Linked DNA regions of Oryctolagus cuniculus: region 2 is linked to region 1. The links are chromatin contacts, called in public Hi-C maps. All regions are on one chromosome and are shown on one strand. Each heading gives the region's core, a stretch centred on a gene start, on an enhancer-like site or on the middle of the called end of the contact. The rest is flanking DNA. Distances are from core to core; before and after follow the strand shown.

Region 1 (6,329 bases), core at 995-3,494:
GGGATGGCCTGGGCCAGTCCGGCCCTGCTCTCGCGTCCTCCTCTGCAAATGGAGACCCCAATGCTTCCCTTAGGTAGTGGGTGGGAAGGCCTGGGCCCATGCCAGGCAGCCAAGGTTAGCCATGATTTAGACTACAGATGAGGGGCTTGGGGAGGGCACAGCTTTCCACATACACACATACACACATGTGTACACACATACACATGCATACACGTACATGCAAATAGACACACGTGCATATGCACACACGCACATGTACATACACATATACACATATTCACATATACACAGACATGCACATGGATACATACACACGTGTGTATACACACATACACATGCATACACGTACATACAAAAGGACACACGTGCATATGCACACACGTGTACATACACATATACACATATTCATATATACACACATACATGCACATGGATACACACATACACACGTGTATACATGCATACACATGCACATGCATGCATATGCACACGCACATGTACACACACAGACACACATGTTCATGTATACACACATACATGCACATGGATACACACATACACATATTCATGTACACACATACACATGCACATACATGCAGACACATGTGCATATGCACACACGCACATGTACATACACATATACACATATTCATATATACACATACATGCACATGGATACACACATACACACGTGTGTATACACACATGCACCTGCACATACATGCAGACACACGTGCATATGCACAGGCACGTGTACATACACACATATTCATATATACACACATACATGCACATGGATACACATACACACGTGTGTATACACACATGCATATGCACGCACGTGTACATACACATAGACACACATATTCATATATACACACATACATGCACATGGATACACACATACACACGTGTGTATACGCACATGCACATACATGTACATGCAAACAGACACACGTGCATATGCACACACACGTGTACATACACTTAGACACATATTCATATATACACACATACATGCACATGGATACACACATACACATATTCATGTACACACATACAGCTTAAAAAGGCCCATGGTGGCAGAATAAAAGACAAAAGGAAGCAACCTTCTTGGGTCAGCGTCAGAAAGCCAAGGACTGAACACCACTTGTGTCCCTGCTATAATAGATGGATTGATTTTATTTTATGATTTTTAAAACTTTCTTAAATTAATTTATTTCCTAGGGAGGAAGCGAGCATTCCCATCTACCGATTCACTCCCCAAAAGCCTGCAACTGCCTCTGGCCAGGGCCAAAGCCAGGAGCCAGGAACACCAGTGACCCTATTCCATGAGCCATCATTGCTGCCCCCAGGACAGCAGGACACTGCAGTCAGGAACCCAGACCCCCGCCAGCATTGTAGCTTAACTGGGTAAGCCACCAGCTGCAGCACTGGCGTCCCACATGGGCGTTTGAGCCCCGGCTGCTCCACTTCCAATCCACCTCCCTGCTAATGTGTCTGGGAAAGCAGCAGAGGGTGATGACCCTAGTCCTTTGGCCCCGGCACCCACATGGAGACCCAGATGAAGCTCTGCTCCTGGCTTCGGAAAGGCCAAGCCTTGGCTGTTGCAGCCATCTGGGAAGTGAACCAGAGGTTGGAAGACCTATCTCTATCTCTGCCTCTCTCTAATTCTGCCTTTCAAATAAATACAATAAAAAGGAACCCAGGCCCTCCAATGTGGGACAAAGGCATCTTCCGTCTTTACTGCTATGCTAAATGTCCACCCCAGGATTTTTCTAAATGGATTTACTGTGAATCCAGACTTTGGCCTTGGTTTGCTCAGGTGTGAGATGAGGGGCCAGGAGCCAGACACAATTCCGTTCACCTGCTCAGTGCTCCCTTTTGCGGGTGTTACTTCAGGGTACACTTATCCATTTAAAACACGGCACTGAATAAGCACTGGGATGCACATACAAAGCACGATTTTTCTTTTCTTTGTTCTTTTAACCCCACTCTCTGGATTCCTCTTGTCCCCGCCCCTTGTTTGCCCTGCAGAGATGAAAGCTAAACAATACCTCGGCTTTTCTAAACAAAGAAACCCTCCATGTCAGTCATTAGAGACGCCTGCATCCTGAGCAGGCCTCCCGCCCAGCTAGCTCGCCAGCCTTGGACATCCGCGCCCCAAGGCAAAGGGCATGGGCTTCGCCCTGCTGCATGCCCCCCTCCCTCAGCCAGCTGCGAGCTCTCCAGCCTCGAGCCTAGAAAAGAGGGCAGTGGAGGTTAGGGCACACCTGTTTCTGGCTCCCACGGGGCCTTAGCGGGCAGGGCATTGGGTGAAGTTCAAACGCTGACCCCTCAGGCTCTTGCGTACCTTGCAGTTCGAGTAGATGGCCACAAGGTGGCAGGAAAGCCCTTTCTTTTGCCCGAAAAGCCCGCCATTGGCTTTAACACGGCCACATAATTTCTTAAATGTGCTTTCCCTCTGTTTCCTAAGAAAATAAACTCATAAAGCCACAAATGTGTCAACTTAAATAGTGAAAATAGATGTAATTTAAGGACCATATCCTAGGAAACAATCTTGAATAAAATCCCCAAGAAGTTACTATGCAATTATATCAAATTTACTAATTGTGTCCCTTCCCCAAATTATCATTGTGTAATCCAAGGACGTGGGCCATCTTCTACTGTTACTCCAGGCCACAGCAGAGAGCAGGATCGGAAGAGGAGCAGCCAAGACTAGAACCAGCATCCATATGGGATGCTGGCACTTCCAGCCAGGGCTCTAACCCCGCTGTGCCACAGCTGGCCCCAGACAGATCAGGTTTGTGAGCTGGGAAGACCATGCCTTCACCGCGCCCCCCGTGTGATCTCATGCCCCTACCTGACCACACCTGTGCACACACCTGCCAATCAGGCTAATTAACCAATCCCCTTTGGAAGTGGAGGAAAGGCCTGGGACATGGTGGGCCCGGCCCTTTTTGCCCTCTTTCGCCATTATGGACCTTGCTGCCCCATGCCTTGGAGCACGCATGGCCTTCCGGCCCCCGTGTCCTCTGACTCCGCTAGGCTGCCCATGATAAGCTGTTAACAGCTGCTCAAAACGCTTGCTGCACGTCGCTTTTGGCCTGCTTTCTGCTTAGCATGAAATCCAAGCTAATTTCCAAACTTCCCCTCTCCCTTAGATCAGACTAACACCCTCACCCTCCTATGCATTTCTCCCACTGAATAAAAAGCTTAAAACGTATGCTGCCTCGTTTATTTATGCCAGTATTCCAAATTCTTCTCTAAATTCATGGCAAGAACCCATGAGGCTTATTAATATCCCAAATTTATTAATAAGCACCCACTAACATAACTGGCACCCCAGATAGGACATTTAAGGGATATGTCACCGATATTAGGTTCACTCACCAAATAGCCTCAAGGGCCAGGAGCCAGGAGCTTCTTCTGGGTCTCCCACGCAGGTGCAGGAGCCCAAGGACTTTCCCAGGACACAGCAGAGAGCTGGATGGGAAGTGGAGCAGCCAGGTCCCACCCATATGGGACAGGCGACAGCTTTACCCGATATGCCACAGTGCCTGCCCCAGCAGGTGATTCTGATACTGCACATTCCACAGGTGTCCGTCTCCCATGATCTGGCCCCTGTCCCTCCCTCCCTCCCATCCCACCTGGGCCTCTGCCTTCTGCGCCACAGTCACCACCTTTTAGTCCCTCAGGGCTTGTCCTGTTCTGATCACAGCTCTCTGCATGGTTGCCTTGTTTTTCCTGTTAAGAGGAGATGAGCTCTGATTCCTCTTATCAGACGCCAGCTGCTCAGCCTTGTCCGCCTCCAGCCTTGTCCTCCTTCACAAACCTTGGCTTGTTTCCTTCCCAGCACTTATCACAACTTAGAATCATGCAGCTGTCTGTCTCTCTGTCTCCCTCACTGGACTGCAGGCTTTAAAAAGAAGTCCCAGATTCCCCGACATCTAACATAATTTTCAGAATAACCCACCTGAAGCCTACAAACAACAGAGATCAATATTGTACCACCTCTGCAGTGGAGACCTCTAAGTGCCTGTAATAAAAATCGTACCTAGGAAAACAAGGTTCTGCAAGCAGCTCATCCACGGAGCTGGGAGATGACAGGCAGGAGCAGGTCCAGGCTTGGGGCAGTCGCTCCGCCTGGGTTCTCACACTTCCCCGACTCGTCCACTTCTCACCGTGCAAGTGACAAGTGAACAGGAATGGACCTAAAACCTATGTGTGTGTTGCACTTCTGCAGTAGCCACAGGTCACAAAAGGAGATTCATATTGTTCATGAATTCTCCAGTCATGCCTAGTAAAGCAGGCAGAGCAGAGATCTCTGTTCTCTGGGTGGAGATGAGGAAAGCTAAAAGGTCAGCCTCTGGTCCAAGTTCTTACAGCTACCAGGTGTGAAATCTAATTGAAGTCCAGGTCATCTGCCTCCAAGTTCTGTGCACTGTTTCCATTCAGCATATATTTTTGTTCTCCTCCTACATGACAAGTAAATGAGACTTCAAGGGAAGCATAAAACAACATCTCTGACCCAGTGCAGTTAAATAATTGCTCCTCTAAGAAGATAATGTGAGAGACTGCCTACTCCATCAGTCCAAGCTGAGTCGACAGGCTGCAGCTGGAGAGAGGAGAGCCCAGTGGGCCGACAGTCAGGAAAATCTGTAGCAGAAGATGCCTGGAATCTGCAGACCCTGACCCGAGTCCTCCGACATGGAGGAGTGGATTGAGTCCACCGTGTTCCCGCAGAGCTCATCTCCTTGACTTTCACTGATGAAGAACAAAGAGCCGCTCTTCTTATCCTCAGCATGACGCGCACACACTCACACATACTGTTACATTGTGACGGCCAGCAGACCTCCTCAGCTTCCTGCTACCCAGTGATCAGCCTTGCATCCCCTAGTCTCTTGCTTTTGTTCTGCCACTTCTACCTGCAACATTCAGATCCTAATGACTCAGCATCACACACACACACTTTTCTTCTCCAGAATCTTCTGAAATCCTAAAATTAGACTCTATCGTTGCTGATCGCGGCTGCCTTCCTTTCCATACCACACCTCTGCCTGCCTGCAGCAGGTGCTAAGGGGGCACCAGGAGCCTCCTGCCTCATGACGGGCTCCCCAGTCCCATCAGAGAGTGGATCCACCCTGCGCATCACTCTTGAATGCCTTGCATGGCAGCTTGTGGCCACAATCTTGCCTTCCCTCATAGAAGTCTGGAGGAAAGGAACAAAGGAAAGAAAGAAGAGTAAAGATGTGTGTGATGAGAAGTTAAAGACCACAGTGTTGTTTCAGTGACACCAGGGACACAGGCTAAGTCGGCTAGAAAAGCCACTGAATGACTTCGCAGGTCTGCTGGTGACCAGAGGGCAGCGTGACCCCTCCACCACCACCGCCAAACCTACAGCGTGCAAACACTTCATCAGACCTACCTTCCTCCCAGCTGAGAGCAGTTCTGTGCATCCTACTTCCACCTTGCAGGGCAGGAGGAGTTTGGCACAGCAGACTAAGTCGCTGCTTGGGTGCCCACATGCACACGGGAGTGCCTTTCTCAAGTCCTGCTACCTCACTTCCCATCCAGCTTCCCGCTAATCCACATCCTGGGAGGCAGCGAGTAATGGCTTCGTAGTTGAGTCCCTGCCATCCACAGGGAGAACCAGGGGGAGCTCCAGGCTCCTGGCTGTTTCCTAGTTCAGTCCTGATTATTGCAGACATCTGAGGAGTGAACCCAGTGGATGAAAGAGCTCTTTGCGTCTGTCTGTCTGTCTGTCTGTCCCAGTGTCTTCCAGTCAAATAAAATGAAAATAAATAAAAATTTTAAGTGTATATTTTTTTAAAAACCTGTGTATTAATTCCATCTTGCTTAAAGGTGATGCTGTTCTTCCAGACTATAGAAGACAGTGTTTTCCTCTTTAGGGATTTTATCTTTTTACTTTTGACTAATATGTAATCCTTGTACATTTCTAGGGAATACAGTATAATATTTCAACACATTCATAAACATAAACTAAACTGCTCACATCAGGTAATTGGCATTTTCCTTTGCTCGACCTTTCTTTATGTTTGGAGCCTACAAGCTCCTCTCTTCCAGGTCTCCCGACGTGTACAGTGCATTACGTGAACTAAGCTTGCCACAGCTTCAGATCAGAATATAGTTTCACCCTGGTGAGTAGCCTGGCTTCATTCTAGCCTGAACCAAGCATTTTGTTCAAAGAAGTAAACAATAAACCAGTCACACCTCCAGTTGAAGTGTCTTTTCTCATTTTATCTGCTTGCCTTGTATGCTCCTAAAGAGGTTAAAAACAGGCTCATTTTAAAATAAACATTATCTTC
Region 2 (6,329 bases), core at 1,807-4,306, 320 kb after region 1:
CTGGGTCTCCCACATGGGTGGCAGGAGCCCAAGCACTTGTCCGTCATCTGCTGCCTCCCAGGAAGCATTCGCAGGAAGCTGGATCAGAAGCAGAGCAGGGGCCAGCACTGTGGCACAGTGGGTTAGGGAGCCACCTATGCTGTTGGTATCCCATGTAAGCACTGGTTCCCAGCTGCTCCACTTCGGATCCAGCTCCCTGCTAATGCACCTGGAAGAGCAGTGGAGGACGGCCCAGAACTTGGGCCCCTGCACCCATGTGGGAGACCCAGATGAAGCTCAGCTGCTGCAGTCATTTGGACAGTGAACGAAAAGATGGGAGATGTCTCTCTGTAGCTCCCTCTCTCTGTGTAACTCTGCCTTTCAAATAAATAAAGAGGGAGGAGGAGGGAAGAGGATGTAGGAGGAGAAGGAGGAGGCAAAGGTGGAAGGGGAGGGGAAGGGAGGAGGAGAAGAGGAAGAGGAGAAGAAAGCAAACAGCCAGGACTCCAACCAGCACTCGATGCTCCAGCGTCACAAGTTGTAGCTTAAACCCCACTCCCACCCCACACACACTGTCCACCCTATACCAATAATTTAAGACGTGGCTACTCTAAAGCAGTCTCGCTTTAAATGTGCACTGAATTATCTATTTGAAAGGGAATCTTAACCAGTCCCATTTACAGACAATGCTTCTTTCAAACGTGTAACTTGGGCAATAACAACTAACATGAACGGAGCATTTATCATGCTCCAGGTACTCTTAATCCTCAACCCCACTAGTGAGTGGGTTACTGTGTTCCTAGGTGACAAAAAGCTGAATGACTTGCCAAAGTCAAACAGTAAGACAGTCAAAGAGCAAGGATTTCAACCCAGGAAGTCTGGCTCTTATCTACTTCTTTCACACTACATCTCAAATGCAGATCAACATCAAGGCAAAATAATTCCTGCTAAACTTAATTCCTTGGGGGCTGGCGCTGTGACATAGTGGTAAAGCCGCCACCTACAGTGCCGGCATCCATATGAGTGCCGGTTCAAGTGCCGGCTGCTCCACCTCTGGTCCAGCTCTCTGCTATGGCCTGAGAAAGCAGTGGAGGATGGCCTGAGTCTTTGGGCCCCTGCACCTGCGTGGGAGACCTGCAGGAAGCTCCTGGTTCCTGGCTTCAGATCGGCCCAGCTCCATCTGGGGAGTGAGCCAGTGGATGGAAGACCTCTATCTCTCTCTCCTGCCTCTGCCTCTGTCTCTCTGTAACTCTGCCTTTCAAATAAATGAATGAATCTTAAAAAAAAAAAAAAAAAAAAAAAACTTGATTCCTTAAGAGAGATGTTACAAATCACAAAAATATTTTAAAGTCTAGCTAAGCCATAAATTTAAGTAAGAAAAAAGACTATCAGCATTGGGAGAGAGGGCTGGTTTTCAGAAAATGTTCGACTTGAGCATGTAGCATTAAGGTAATGTGAAACAGCCCAATGCATGCATTAACGATTAACAAATGATATATAGCAATTGCAGCTTCTTGCTCCACACTCACGAATGTGTAACTCTGCTTAGCTCAGAAAAAGAGAGGTGACAAATATATCCTGACCCAAGACATTACTGCCCCAATGTTCCTCCTTCCAACTGTGAGGAAAGAGACTCCCACTGCTTTCTAGAGCTACTGCGGGGATCAATATTCTGATCTCCAACCAGTGGACATCTCCCCGGACTGGAACCACTCCTACGTTAATCTAAAATTTATGCCATCTTGAATCTCTCCTCCGAAAGATCCTGTTTTCCCACTGCCAAACATCCTAGCACTAAAACATGCCTCTTTCAATCCAATTCACGCCCTTCTTTCTGGGAGCAAGCTCCTGGAAGCGGGTGTACGCCCCCTGCTTCCACTAAGAAGTATGTTATCAGAAGTCTTCAGCAAGCCCTCGGTTAGAAGGAAACTGTACTCTTGAAGATAACCAACATTTTGCCGAAGCCACGGCCAAATAAATGCGTGGTTCACCAGGTCTGCTCAGCGACCCCTCTACACTTTCTCATCACGTTTGTTCGCGGCTCCTCCCCTAAGCCACCTGCTGCTACCTGGTTTCTTCTGACACTGCATCTCCGGGCGATCTCCCTCCTTGCACACAGTGCCTGCCGCTGCCTCTTCTTCTCCACGCCCCCTAAGTGGGTGCTCCCCCCGACTCTGAAGTCCTTCACTCCACAAGTGGCTGCCAGATCTCTACTTCTGACTTGACACCTGCGTCCCGGTCCGGGGAGTCTCCGCTCCCGCGGGTCTCACCATCTCTTTCCCATTTCGCAGGCTGCATCTGCTCGAGGCAGCTCTCCAGAATCCACGGAGCGAGCTCGCGCTCCTGCCAGCTCCTCTTGCACTTGCAGTCCACGACACAGAATTCACGCTCACCTGTTCTCCTGTGGCTAGACCGGGGGGGTGGGGGGGCTATACTTACTCACTTTCTGCATTGCGCTGAAGTGTAACTCCAACTGCAACCCCAGGCCTCCGCCGAGCGCTGAGCGCATCTAAACACACAGGACTGGAGGAGAATGACCAGGCGCCAGGGAGAGCGGCAGGGTCCACGGCCTGCCCCGGAGCAGCTTACCAATAGAATGCCGTGTCCACGCTGTCACCCATTCCGGATTCAGCAATCATTCCTGCAGACCAGCTCCGACACTGCGTCGCGCCCAGGAGACCTCGGCCCTGCGACTTCACGCCGGGGAGGTCCCTTACCCTGACCAAGCCACGCAGCCCGGCCACCCGCACTCCAGCGGAGCCGGCTCCTGTCCGCCGAGAGGGAAGGGCCGAGGGCAGTGGGTCCCAGCTCGCCCCTCTCCACCTAAGCTCCAGGCTCCTAGGGGGCCGAGGGCCAGCTCTGAAATCCCGCCTTCGGAAAGCGGCAAATCGGCGCTCAGCCGCCCACGAAGTTTAAAATCGTTTCCCGACTCGCTCTGCGGTCCGACGCAGGAAGCCTCCCTGGCGGCCCGCCGAGTCCATTTCCATGCAACAGCCGAAGTCGCCATTTTAACTGAGGGCAGGGCCGCGCCATTTCTTACCGCGTGTGGGGGCGGGTCTTCCGCTTTCTACCGGCGCGAAGCCGTCCTCTCACACTTCCGCCCGCACTACGCATGGCTTCGCCTCCTCCGTTCTGATTGGCTGAATGCTCTCGTCGTCTATCTCGGGCGCTGGCCGGACGGGTGGGCGGGCGCTCGTGGGTCTCAGCGGTCAATGGGGTGTGCGTTCGGGTGCTGAGAGACTTTGGGGTTGCTCACCCTGAGAAGACCCGAGGTCGGCCCCGTTCTTCTGCAGACTGAGGTCGCGCCTGGGGCCGCTGCGTGGGATCCTGCTCGCGTCCCTAGAAGTGGGCACTGCTGCGCGGAGAGGGAGGAGAGGTCTTTCCGCTCCCCGCGAGGCCCCAAAGACCTCGTAGATTGTCTGGCCTCTGGACACGGAGCAGGCCCTATGTTGGAGAAAGCCGTGGGATTGCCAGGAACTGGCGCGATTTGTGTGTGTCTGCAAGCTGACTTCTGACCGCCGGCGACACTGGCAGCGAGGACTCGCCTTGGTTCCAGCATGTACTTCCCGTCTTGGATGCGTCAGCTGTACAGGGGTTTATCCGCGCCGCCGGCCTGGGCTTCCCCCCGCAGGAGCCTGGTGCTGAGTCCGCACCGGAGACTTCCAGGTGAAAACAGCGGAGGGCTGTCCGCAGCACGGGGCGCCGGTCGCCTGCAGCAGGGAGCTGCGGCTTCCGTTTGCACCCGGTTCTGTGTAGAGGCACATCATTCGCTTCTCTGTCTTCATTCCTTACAATGCGAAGTTCGTCAGGTTTGTGGAAAGACTGCACAAAAGCAGCCAGCATCACACGTACATAGGCTGTTCTGCTTGTGGTTGGTGCTAAAAGGAAGCCTACCAGAAAACCCTTCCAACTTCACAGCGCTCTAGTCTGCAAGTGGCTGTCTCACGCGAGGTTCATTCTATAGCTAGTGCCTACACCAACAAGCTTCTGTAACTCCTAAACCCGTATTTCCTCGGGGAAGAACTGTGCAACGTTAAAAACTGGGTTATTAGGATTTAGGTCGGTATGCAAAAACTTTAGATTCCCTAACACAAGGCAAACGTGTACATTCAGATTATTGTTCACTTGGCTGATGACACATTTGCAGGTAAATTTAGTAGGGGTGGGTCAAACTCTATAAATCTTCTCCATTGAGGTATTTACCTAAGATGTGACTTGAGAATGTATTTTTAAGCAATCTGGAAATGAAAATGTTATATTTTTAATATTGCGTTTAAACACACTCTCTCTCTCTCTCTCTCTCTCTCTCTCTCAGAATTCAGTAGTTTTATTGCCCGGACCAACACATGTGGAGAGTTGCGTTCTTCTCACTTAGGCCAAGAAGTCACCTTGTGTGGATGGATTCAGTACAGAAGGTAAGTTGAGGCACGTGGTTTAAGAGTGGACAGTAGTGTTTTTCCAAGGCTGTCCCAGACTACTAATTTTCAACAATTCAAAAGAATAAGCTTTGCAAATCCTACAGGATTATCAGGATTCACCGAATTTTCAATGTGTGTTTTGAAAGACCCAAGCAGTGTCATTCTCAGAAAATACCAGTAACGTCTCTTGCAGGGTGTACTAATGAAGCTTGATCCACCCATGGACTGAAATGAGCCTGAGCTGTAACCAGCAACTGGGAATGCGCCAGCCTCCTATAAGCTGGCTGTTCAGTTCTACTATCACAGAGGGAAGAAGCTGATTTTATTCTAAATACAGATAGAGAAGAGGCCTATAAATGTAGACAGTGGTTTTTTAAGATCAGAGCCCACTGGTTTGATGTGGTTCACCTCTATATTCCAGAACATACCTGAATAATATATTAATACTAATTGAGGAGATTCAAAACACCTGGATTCTGTGACCTTCACAAAGGATAGGTGGCTGATTGCCCCATAAATTTGGTGACTTTGTTTTCTGAACCCAGTGTGGTAGGAGGCTTTCTGTACTTCTTTCCTGAGGACAGTTTAAGAAATGTGAATTAAATGCCAAAATGTTGGGATTTCTGGGACCCTTTGATGGTTTCATGTGGAAGTATTAAATCAGTACTTGAAACTCTTCTGTAATACATTTTTTAAAGATTTATTTATTTGAAGGTTAGAGTTACAGAGAGGGAGTGAGAAGTCTCCCATCTGCCGGTTCACTCCCCACAACGACGGGGGCTGGACCAGGCTGAAACCAGGAGCCGGGAGCTTCATCCAGGTCTCCCACGTGGGTGGCAGGGGCCCAAGCATTTGGGCCGTCTTCTAGTGCTTTTCCCAGTCCATTAACAGGGTCAGAAGTGGAGCAGCTGGGACACAAACTGGCGCCCATATGGATGATAGCATCACAGGTGGTAGTTTTACCCACTACATCACAGTGCTGGGCCTAGAATATTTTATATTGTATCTTTTTTTAGAAAGGAAAAAAAACTTACATTGCTCTATAAGGGTACTTTAAAAACTGCCTGGAAATGGAGTTAAAAGATAAGCTTATTTTAGTGTAAATTTGTTTAAATCTATGAAGTTTTTTCATAAAACAGATTTTCTATGAACTTTTTAAAGACTTCATTTTTAAGATTCATTTTATCTTATTTACTTGAAAAGCAGACAGAAAGATGGAGAGACAGAGAGAGAAAGATCTTTCATCCACTGGTTCACTCCCCAGATGGCCGCAATGGCCCAAACTGGACCAGGCAAAGCCAGGAGTCTGGCACTCCCTCCAGGTCTCCCACATGGGGGGGCAGGAGCCCAAATACTTGGGTCATCTGTTGCTTTCCCAGGCACATTAGCAGGAATGCGGGATCTGAAGCAGACAGCTGGGACTTGAACCCACATTTTGACACTGGATGCTTATGTCACAAGCATTAGCTTAACCCACTGCACCACAGTGCCAGTCCCTAATAAAATTTTCTTGTAAAGTCTTGAGCCATTAAAAATATCTTTTAATTTTTAGTTTGCTTTTTCACTAAGCTGCTTAACGTCAATAAGCTGTATAAATAGCCAGTCAAAATTGAGGAAGAGGACATGTAGCAGTTAAGATGCTTACCTACCACTACCATGGCAGAGTGCCTGGGCTCCACTCCTGTCTTTGGCTTCTGTCTCCAGCTTCCGGTCAGTGCAGAACCTGGGAGCAGCAGTGATGGCTCAGGTAATTGGTGTTTTTTTGTTTTTGACAGGCAGAGTGGACAGTGAGAGAGACAGAGAGAAGGTCTTCCTTTACCATTGGTTCACCCTCCAATGGCCACTGTGGCCGGCGCACCACACTGATCTGAAGCCAGGAGCCAGGTGCTTCTCCTGGTCTCCCATGGGGTGCAGGGCCCAATGACTTAGGTC

The links. Hi-C and Micro-C count contacts between places; a contact is called where the count stands out from the background.
Region 2: a Hi-C map of skin fibroblasts shows a contact between it and region 1, with 4 times the contacts expected there. The contact joins the promoter of DARS2 here to the enhancer-like site in region 1. A contact is called at or near these places in 2 of 6 Hi-C or Micro-C datasets (embryonic fibroblasts and skin fibroblasts).

What each region holds. Positions count from the first base shown.
Region 1 is chr7:1,933,552-1,939,880 of mOryCun1.1, forward strand. No RefSeq gene overlaps it. Among named protein-coding and RNA genes, the nearest start is that of PRDX6, 27 kb to the right of the region's middle. Within about 2 kb of position 2,245, at least 1 of the 8 cell types and tissues checked has an H3K27ac peak or open chromatin away from gene starts, as enhancers often do.
Region 2 is chr7:2,249,200-2,255,528 of mOryCun1.1, forward strand. DARS2 (aspartyl-tRNA synthetase 2, mitochondrial) reads left to right here and starts at 3,057. Exons shown (of 17, transcript XM_002714994.5): 1 at 3,057-3,645; 2 at 4,295-4,394. The coding sequence starts at 3,537. It overlaps CENPL (centromere protein L), which reads right to left and starts at 2,911. Exons shown (of 5, transcript XM_017345623.3): 1 at 2,569-2,911.